Regions from separate parts of the Canis lupus genome. Here region 2 is linked to region 1. A link is a contact called in public Hi-C data. All regions are on one chromosome and are shown on one strand. The core of a region is the stretch at or near the end of the contact, and the rest is flanking DNA. Distances in the headings are between cores, read along the strand shown. Region 1 holds the start of COA5 (cytochrome c oxidase assembly factor 5). Region 2 holds the start of INPP4A (inositol polyphosphate-4-phosphatase type I A).

The links. Hi-C and Micro-C count contacts between places; a contact is called where the count stands out from the background.
Region 2: a Hi-C map of blood shows a contact between it and region 1, with 2.0 times the contacts expected there. The contact joins the promoter of INPP4A here to the promoter of COA5 in region 1. A contact is called at or near these places in 2 of 9 Hi-C or Micro-C datasets (amygdala and blood).

What each region holds. Positions count from the first base shown.
Region 1 is chr10:45,121,327-45,125,619 of UU_Cfam_GSD_1.0, reverse strand. COA5 (cytochrome c oxidase assembly factor 5) reads right to left here and starts at 2,538. Exons shown (of 3, transcript XM_038551079.1): 1 at 2,329-2,538. The coding sequence starts at 2,427. UNC50 (protein unc-50 homolog) reads left to right here and starts at 2,484. Exons shown (of 6, transcript XM_038551076.1): 1 at 2,484-2,595; 2 at 3,785-4,068. The coding sequence starts at 3,789.
Region 2 is chr10:45,268,878-45,273,586 of UU_Cfam_GSD_1.0, reverse strand. It overlaps INPP4A (inositol polyphosphate-4-phosphatase type I A), which reads left to right and starts at 2,211. Exons shown (of 26, transcript XM_038551059.1): 1 at 2,211-2,269. LOC111097716 (a long non-coding RNA gene) reads right to left here and starts at 1,968. Exons shown (of 4, transcript XR_005365791.1): 1 at 1,667-1,968.

The sequences.
Region 1 (4,293 bases), core at 1,289-3,788:
CCTTGCTTTTCCTCTCCAGCCCCACTGGGGCTGACATCCTTATCATCATTACCCTGAGCTTCTCCGAGGCCCAGTATTTCCTTGACTTTCTCTCATTGCAGCATCTATTTTGAATTCCTTCCTAGAACGAGGTCGAGCAGCTTTTTCAGTGGGTTAAAGACTGGCAAGGAGAGATTACAGCATCCATCTGTCAAAAGATCAGATTAACTTCTGTATAATACAAGAAGCTAAATCTTATCATAAACGAAGCGGCCACACAGGGCAGACGCAGACCTCAAGAGAATGTCCCTTGGTCTTCAGAGTCCCTAGGAGGGGAGAGGCGGGCTGTAGCTGCCAGTGACACCATCTGAGAAGAGAGGATATTGTCCCAGATCTGCAAAACTCGATGTTCTGTCTCAGTACTGCCCTTTTACACTCCCCCTGAAGTTACGGTAAATTTAACACAAACTAAAAGCACTCCCATTTAAGGTACTTTTTATAATTATCATTTTCTCCTAAGTGACCAACATCAATAAGACCACAAACTTAAGTTTGTGGCATGTGTCCTGGTCACTATCTTGTCTAGTTTTCTCACTTTCTAAAGATCTAATTTCCATGCAGGAGGGAATGTATCCCAATCATCTATGTGTCCCAAATTAGAGTTTGGCACTCAAATGTTTGCGGAATAAATTATTACAAAAATACAACTTGGGATCCTTCTTGCCCTCAGTATCTTCCTCCACTCCTAGAGTTTCTTTCCTCAGTCCCACTGTGTACTTTATTCTCTTGATTGCTCATCCTCATGGCCTTCCTGATGCTGAATGTCAAGATAAATTCAGGGTCCTCACTCTGAGACACAAGGGCCTTCACACATGCCAACCTTCTTCTCAAGCCTTCTGTCACATTCTCCATCCCCCAACAGAGCACTAGCTTCTCCTGGTCACATCTCCCTGACTTGCCCATGCTGTTCTTTCAGCTTCTCCCCTCAACCACCACATTCCCCACTCCTTTACTTGACAACCTACTACTCAGCCTTTAAGACTCCTATCAAATGTCACCTCCTCTGTGAGAAGTTTCCAAATTCCCAAGAAAAATAAGTTGCTCTCCAGTGGACTCCCACGGGATGTTGTTCCTAAATCTAATCATTAAACAAATATTTACAAGATGCTTACACAGATGCTTATACTGCTGGAATTTAGACCCTTCCATGACTGTCCTTCCCATCAGACTGAGGTGATGTAGGGTATGACTGTAACCGATTCATCTTGGTATCACCAATGCCTTGACATCATGCCTGCCACTTACCAGGCATTACTAAGAGCTGACTATTTGCACCAATGAAGCAGTCGACTGGAAAAGCCCTGTGCAGGGAAGTGTAAAGTGTGAAGACAGGGCACCTCCGTTTCCTCCTCCGTGTGAGAGGGACTAGAGAGCCTCCTAAGCCCATGACAACTCAAAGTTTTAGGACAAATTGGGCAGCCAGTCCGGCTGACTGCTAAAATCAGTGAACCAAATGTAAATCCTGAATCAGCAGAAACACTGATACAGCTTTATGATGCATGTCCATTTGGGGATAGTCTTTCCCTTTGAAGAGCAAACTCTGAAATTACATCTCCAAATGCAAAAAATAATTGCACGCAACTGATTGCCCTTTCATCAGGCCTTTGTAACTGGCAAAGGCACTTGCGTTTGAGTTGGGCGCTAAGCTAGAACCCAGCTTTGGACCTCAACCGTCAACTCTGGACCTCACCGCTTGCTCTCTGCACTCAGGTTGAGAAGACATGATTGTAGTGAGGGGAGACTGCGGTGGAAGCAAGAGACAGAACAGTGAAGAAGAAAAAAAAATGGAGCCGCTTCGTTTACAACTTATTCAAGAAGGCACATAACTCCAACTCAGAAACGATTTCAAACCAAGAGAAAGTATCTATTCGACCACGACGGAACAGAGAAAGGAGAAACTACTAGTCAATACAGCGTACCAGGTTTATGTAATTCTCTGATAATTTAGATTCTCATTTTCTAGCACGCAGGAAACCGGCCTCATTCTCCTTTATACTTCCAGAACCTAGTGGAGTGGCAGGCAACATTTAATCAATGTTTCTTGAACCGAAATGGTTTATCTTTACGAGAATCCAAAGGGGAGGTTTCATGATCCCCAACCTAACACCGGAGGGAGCTGACGCTCCGACAGCCGACCCGCCCAAGTTCACCAGGCTGGCGCCGTGATCTATCCCTAGGCTGGCTGGGTCACCTCCCCTGGGCGCCACCGCAGGCTGAGCGGGAGGCGTCGGTCGGGTCCTGCCTCCCCGGTTCCAGCGTCTCCTCACCCCGGGCGCCCGGCCGCGCTACCTGGAGCACACAGTCCGACTGCAGCAGACAGGCGCCCAGGTCCTCCTTCACGCCCGCGCACGCGCCGCCCTCCGGCTTGTCCTCGTAATAACGGGGCATGACTGCGTCCCCGCCCCAGCAGCCGAGACCCGCTGGCGTCCGCAGCCGCAGCAACCCCTGTGGGGCGCAACGGACACCCGCGGAGGGAAGGAACCGGAACTTGCAGCCACAACTTCCGGCGGGCCCCCGGAAAACTACGGGGCCCGAGAGGCCGCGCGCACGGCGGAAGTGGGTGCACGTGACGCGCCGCGCCCCCTGCGCCGGCTACGTTGCGGGAAGGGAAGTCGGCCCGGCGCCTGCTGGGTCTGGCTGCTGGGCGGAGGTGGCGGGTTAGCTTGGACCTCTTGGAGGCCGCAGGGCGGCTCCAGGTGAGACCCGAGGACTGCTCCGTGCACGCGCGGCTCGGGCTCGCCGGCGCCTTTCCTCCGGCCCTTCAGGGCGCGCCGGCCCTCGGCCCCGGAGTGACCGTAGCCGCGTCCGGCGGCTCGGCCTGCGGTAGGGCTGCCAGATAAATAAGCCAACGACGCCCGTTTACGCTTAAATTTCTCATGAACGACCGACAGCGTGTCCGTGTCTGTCCCACCCAATGTTTCGGACAGTCTTCTACTGAAAGTTATACTTGTATCTGAGATTGATTCGAATGTAACTGGGCGTCCTGTGTTTTCATCTGCTAAGTATGGCGACCTTCCCCGCAGCCCCGGGGTGACGGGGAGCCTCTGGAGCCGGCGCGGCGCCGGGGGCGACCGGGAGGCCTGGGGGCGGGGCGGGAACTGGGCGGCCGGCCTGTGAGGGCTGGACGGTGAGCCGCGCTCCCCGGGCTCCAGGCTGGGTCCACCGGCCTCCCACGCTGCCATTCCCTCTGCTGAACTATTCACGGAGTAATGCACTATGGGGCTTGAATCTTGTTTTTATATCATATTCCAGTGAAAGAGTTGCTTGGTGGTCTTGCACTGATGGACCCATGTGAACATGCCATTATTTTACCTCGTCGGTAACATTGTTTCTAATTGGCTTTTAAAACCGATTCCCTTAAAAGGCCTGGTGGTTTAGAGCACGGGAGTTTTGGCTCCATAGTCCTCTCTGTGCTCCTGAGGGGGTCCCTTCACCTCCTAGTGCTTTTCTTTCTGCCTCCCTCTCCTCCCTCCCTGTGGTTAACAGTGACTACTAGGGGGAGCTTCCCCAGGCTTGAGAGAGGTGAAGCGTGGGAAACCTACAGACCCCGTAGAAGTGCTGTGAGGGTTCGGAAGGGACAGTTCTTGAGCCCCCAAATAAGCCTCAGAACCACCTCCATTAGCTTTTGACCCCTGACATTTACCAAGGATTGGGGCGGAAATGTAAGATGGCATCCCTCCTGAATATCTCAGAAGAGGATACAAGAGGATATCCTTGTAAAAGATTTTTTTTTTCTTCTATCTAGGAAGATGTTACCGAGTACTTCAGTGAATTCCCTAGTGCAGGGGAACGGAGTGTTGAATTCCAGAGATGCAGCAAGACACACGGCTGGAGCAAAACGCTACAAATACCTGAGAAGACTTTTTCGTTTTCGGCAGATGGACTTTGAGTTTGCTGCATGGCAGATGCTCTACCTATTTACTTCCCCACAGAGAGTTTACAGAAATTTTCATTACCGAAAGCAGACAAAGGATCAGTGGGCCAGAGATGACCCTGCTTTCTTGGTCCTCTTAAGTATTTGGCTCTGTGGTAAGTGTCAGTTTTTCTGTAATAGAGTTGAAGAACAGACTGGTTTGTTTTTGTTTTTTTTTTAAAAAGATTGTATTTATTTATTAGAGGATGCAGGGAAAGGGACGGATGGAAAAGGAGAAGCAGGCTCCCCACTGAGCAGGGAGCCCAACACGGGGCTCTATCCCAAGACCCAAGGTCATGGCCTGAGCCGAAGGCAGAAACTTAATCAACTGAGCCACCCTG
Region 2 (4,709 bases), core at 962-3,461, 150 kb before region 1:
TTAAAAAGATTTTATTTATTTATTCATGACAGACACAGAGGCAGATACATAGGCAGAGAGAGAAGCAGGCTCCCTGTGGGGAGCCTGATGCAGGACTCGATTCCAGGACCCTGAAGCCAAAGGCAGATGCTCAACCACTGAACCACCCAGGCATCCCTGTATTCCTGTTCTTACAATGGCAACAACTACACTTACCTTTCATCTAAGTACACCACAATGTTGCCTTATTTTTGTGTGTGTGAGGTTTGCCATGATCCCTAGATCCTTTTCTTTTGTTATCTCAAATAGGAGGAAATTCCTAATTGTATTTTTCACAGTTCCTCTTCCTCCCCTTCCTCCTCCTTCTTTTGTGGACCTTTCTTTTTTTTCTGAGCATTGAGCCCGATGTGGGATTCAATCCTGGGACTCCAGGATCACACCTTGGGTGGAAGGCAGAAGCTCAACCACTGAGCCACCCAGGCGTCCCTAAATGAATGAATTTTTGAAATTGGACTGACATCTATTTTTAAATATTTGTGGGTTTAAATTTGTTTCTTTTTTTTTTTAAAGCTTATGATTTAAAAACACTCTTGGCTTGATTAATGCTAATACGGCCATAGGGTTATCTGAACACTTTTGAGAACACTTGTGAGACACAAAGCAGGTCTTATTAATACTTTTGCTGGATAAAAGGTGTAAACTGGGGCTATCTCAGGTAAGCCAGGTATATTGGTCACCCTAATTTTAGAAAATAAGATATAAAAACATTTTCACATTCCCACAAGTTTGATTTTCTTGGCTTTAATTTTATACTAGGGTTAAGTCAATCTTTTTTTCTATTTATCTGAAAAAGTAGTAAAAAGTGTTTTGTTAATAAATTCCTTTGCTGAGGAGAAATAAAAGTCAGTAAATAAATTGAGCTTTGAAAATAGTTTTATATTTATTTTTACTCCAAACTATTGCATCTCGTTTTTGGTGACATGGGGAGGCTTAAATCTAATTCTAAATGAGATTAGAGGATTCTTGTTTATTTTTTATCTCTAGTTAATATCTTTTCTTTTTAAAGCAAATTATAAATGCTTGCTTTTACACCTGAGGAATGTGAACTCTGATAAGTGTTCTGTCTTATGGAGTTAGTTTTCATTTAAGAATTTTTAAGAATTTTTTAAAAATAAAATTTAGGCTTCAAAATAAAATACATGCTTATAGTCAGTCCAATATTTATCCTTGCTCAAGCAGAAATATTAAGGCTTGCAGTTATATTAAAATCGGAAATTTCCTCCAAAACTTTTATTATATATATATTTTCCTATGAAAATAATAGGAATCTGGGGAAGAAGTGTAAGGAGCTGATATGTGGTGAGTCTATGAATGCATATTTATACAGTTATGCCAGAGCAGGTCTGCAAGGGTGTTAGTAGTTTCTCTCTTCTTTTTGCTTATCTGTATTTTCAAAGTAGGGTTGTTGTTGTTTTTGTTTTTTTTTAAGATTTTATTTATTTATTCATGAAAGACAGAGAGGCAGAGAGGCACAGGCAGAGGGAGAAGCTGGGTCCGTGCAGGGAGCCCGACGTGGGGCTCGATCCCGGGACTCCAGGATCAGGCCCTGGGCCGAAGGCGGCGCTAACCGCTGATCCACCCGGGCTGCCCACAAAGTAGGGTTTTAATTTTGCTTGTTTCTGGTTACCTGTTCGGTTCCCTAAACGTCTCCTAGACGCGCGTACCTGCACCACGGGAAGCGCGCTCGCCGCGGGGCACACGGCCCGAGCCTCTCACCCGGTGGCCGCTCTTCGGGGATATGTCAGGGCCTCGGAAGACTCGGGCTACTGAGGGCGAAAACGCCATCGCCGGATTAAGTCCAGAAGTTCAACTCGGCGCAGGAGACTCCGTCCCGGCCGAGAGCGGGGTCTCGCGGGAACCTCGGGGCAGAAACCAGCGCGAGGCCCTCAGACGCCCCTCTCCGCCGCCCGGGAGGCGCACCCCGAGGGGCGGGGCAGCCCGGCCGGGGCTCGCGGAGCGCGCATGCGCGGCGAGGGGGCGGGGCCGGGGCGGGGCTGCGCGCGACCTCCGGAGCGGCGGCGGCGGCGGCGGCGGCGGCAGCGGAGTTCGGGTTGCGGCGCGGGCGGCGGGTTCGCGGCCGGCCGGCTCAGGACGACCCAGACCCCGGCCACGGCCCGCGACTTGGTGACCAAGCGGCGGCGCTACTGCTGCGGGGCTCGGGCGCGCGGCCCGGCGGGACCGAGGACGGCGGGGCAGCAGGGCGCGGGCGCCGCGGGCCGGGGCGCGCCAGGTAGGTGGGCCAGGCTGGGCGGGGGGCGGCGCGGCGGGGCGGGCAGCCGGGCGCCGGGATGCACCGGCGGGGCGCGGCGCGGCGCGCATCTCTACCGGGTGCACCGGACGGAGACGGCGCCCGCGGTTGTCATGGAAATCGGACAGCCTAGCGGTTCGCCGGCGGTTGCGTCTTTGGAGAACAATCCAAGCCTGGCCGACCCCTGGCTAGGAGGAGACCTGGGCCGTCTCGCGCTGAGGGGAGTGCGGAGCTGGAGCGGGTGATGGGGAGCCAGGATGCAGGACGCGGCGACCCCGAGGCCGCGTCTTGGCTCTTGCTTGGATCTAGTGACTTCAGACGCTGAAGGCCTCGCTGTGCCTCGGGTGTAAACATAACCGGGTAAAAATAAGCATGCATCTCAATCTCAGTAGGACATCTGGTCTCCATCCTCTCAACTCTTTCCTTTTCTGCGGGCCCATGCCCACCCGACCTCCTCCCCCCCCCCCCCCCCCCGATATTTCTGGCATCTTTGCTTTTTGTGTATTATTTCTTTCTGGCTGTGCTAGGCAGTTAGTTGAGGCCCGAGAAATTTGCAGGGAATCTGTGACCATCTCTGGAAAAGCCAGTCATGAATGTGTAGGCCACAGAAGATTGAAACACTCAAAACGTCAAAGGTAAATTTATGTCTTTGTGGGCGAAGGGATCGGGGATGGGCTTGCTTTCCCTTCCCCTTGTCGTCTGCCCTCTGACATTACATAATGTTGTGTTCCTCCCCGCCTCGAGTTCATCCATAATGACAGATCATGAAAGTATTTCTCTGGCTGAGAAAGAAGTATAAGCATTTGCAAAGCCCATTTTCTCGTCTTTTGCTTTGCTACTGAAGGTGTTTTGGTTGGGAGGCTGCTTAAGAGTAAAATGCCCACAGGGCATCTAAACCGGGGGACTAGGGGGTGGGGTGGCAGTTTGAGTGTTGCAGTGAAATTCTGCTGGATTCGTCTTGGTTCAAGGTGGGTTGGGTGGCCTGTGGGCAAGCCAGTGGGGGTGGGGCCTGAACAGGCTGTCTTGGGTGAATCCTGGGTCTGCCACTTGCTAACTTTGGTTCTTAATTTTCTCAACTCTGAAAGGTGAGAACAGAACCTGCCCTGCCATTTGTTTTGGGATGTAGATGCTGTTGGCATTGGTAAATGCACATAGAATAGGTTGTCCTAGAATTAAACTTGATTTTTCATTGGTTGAAAACAGGCTTTCTTTAAGAGGAATTTTGGTTTGGGATCTAGGCTAAGGCCTTGGTTTTGGGGGATTTTTGGTAAAATGTTTACATCTGGAAGATTCAATTCATCGATTTCTCTGAAGAAAGATGAATGATGGTGCCCACGTGGGGAGGCCAGTATAGTGGTTCTGTTGGAGGGTAGCTGTCAGAAGACCATGATGCTGTCCCAGGGGTGGTTGTTGATTGTGAATGGAAACCCGCAAGGCCCTGTTCCCTGTGGGGTCCTGTAAACACACCTCTGTAGCAACAAGCCAGAGTTCCTGGGAGGGTGTGCCCTGAACACAGGGCTTCAGTGAAAGGAAGCTGGACAGATGCAGGGAGAAAAGACGGCTTGTTTCTCCTGGCTTCAGCATCAGAATTGGCTCTGCTGATTCTAGTGGCTGCTTTACTTCTCAGTTTTTCATTAGGCTTACGCCATCTCAGTGTTTATCTGCTTTAGACTTGAAGTCGGGTAGGTTTGTGCCATTGTTTGGGAACCTGGATATATTCTTGTATTGCTATTAAACTGAATATTAGGATTTTTTTTTTTAAAGGTTGCCTTAAGGAAAGGATGAAATAGAATAATATACACAAGAGGTTGTTGTGAATGGTAAAGCACCAGAGAGATGGGGTGTATATGGCTGAGAGAACCACTGACCCTGCAAGTTCCTTTAGCCAGCGGCCTACCTGGGAACATTTTGCTCAGTCAGCAAATCTTCGAATCACCCAAGGAATGGACAGAAAGGCATGTGGGACCAACAGACCCCTGACCCCCACCCCACAGCATCTCAAGAATCCAATAAGACAGAGGGGTGAGGAGACTTTGGACTGAGGTTGGATCTGGTTTCTTATGAAAAATTCCTTTATTGATTATGTATTCCAGCAAAGTCCTCAGCATCATCAGCTACTCATGGTGTCAGGATGTTTTGGCTTTCACTGAGGAAAAAAGAGGACATATCTGCAGGGAAGGAGGCTTGATTATGTGGTCGCTTCTTTTGTAGAACTTGATTAATGGTCTGGTCTTGAGAGATCCTTCAAAACATATTTTTCTAGTGTTCTGGAAGAGAAGGTCTGTGAGGAGACTGTATTCTGGGGAGACCAGTATTAACACCAAGCAGGCCTGCTTTATTTTGTCTTTCTTGTGCTTTTAAGGAAAATACCATCATGAACCGAATACACAGAAATTTACCTGTATTTTTATACTATGCACAC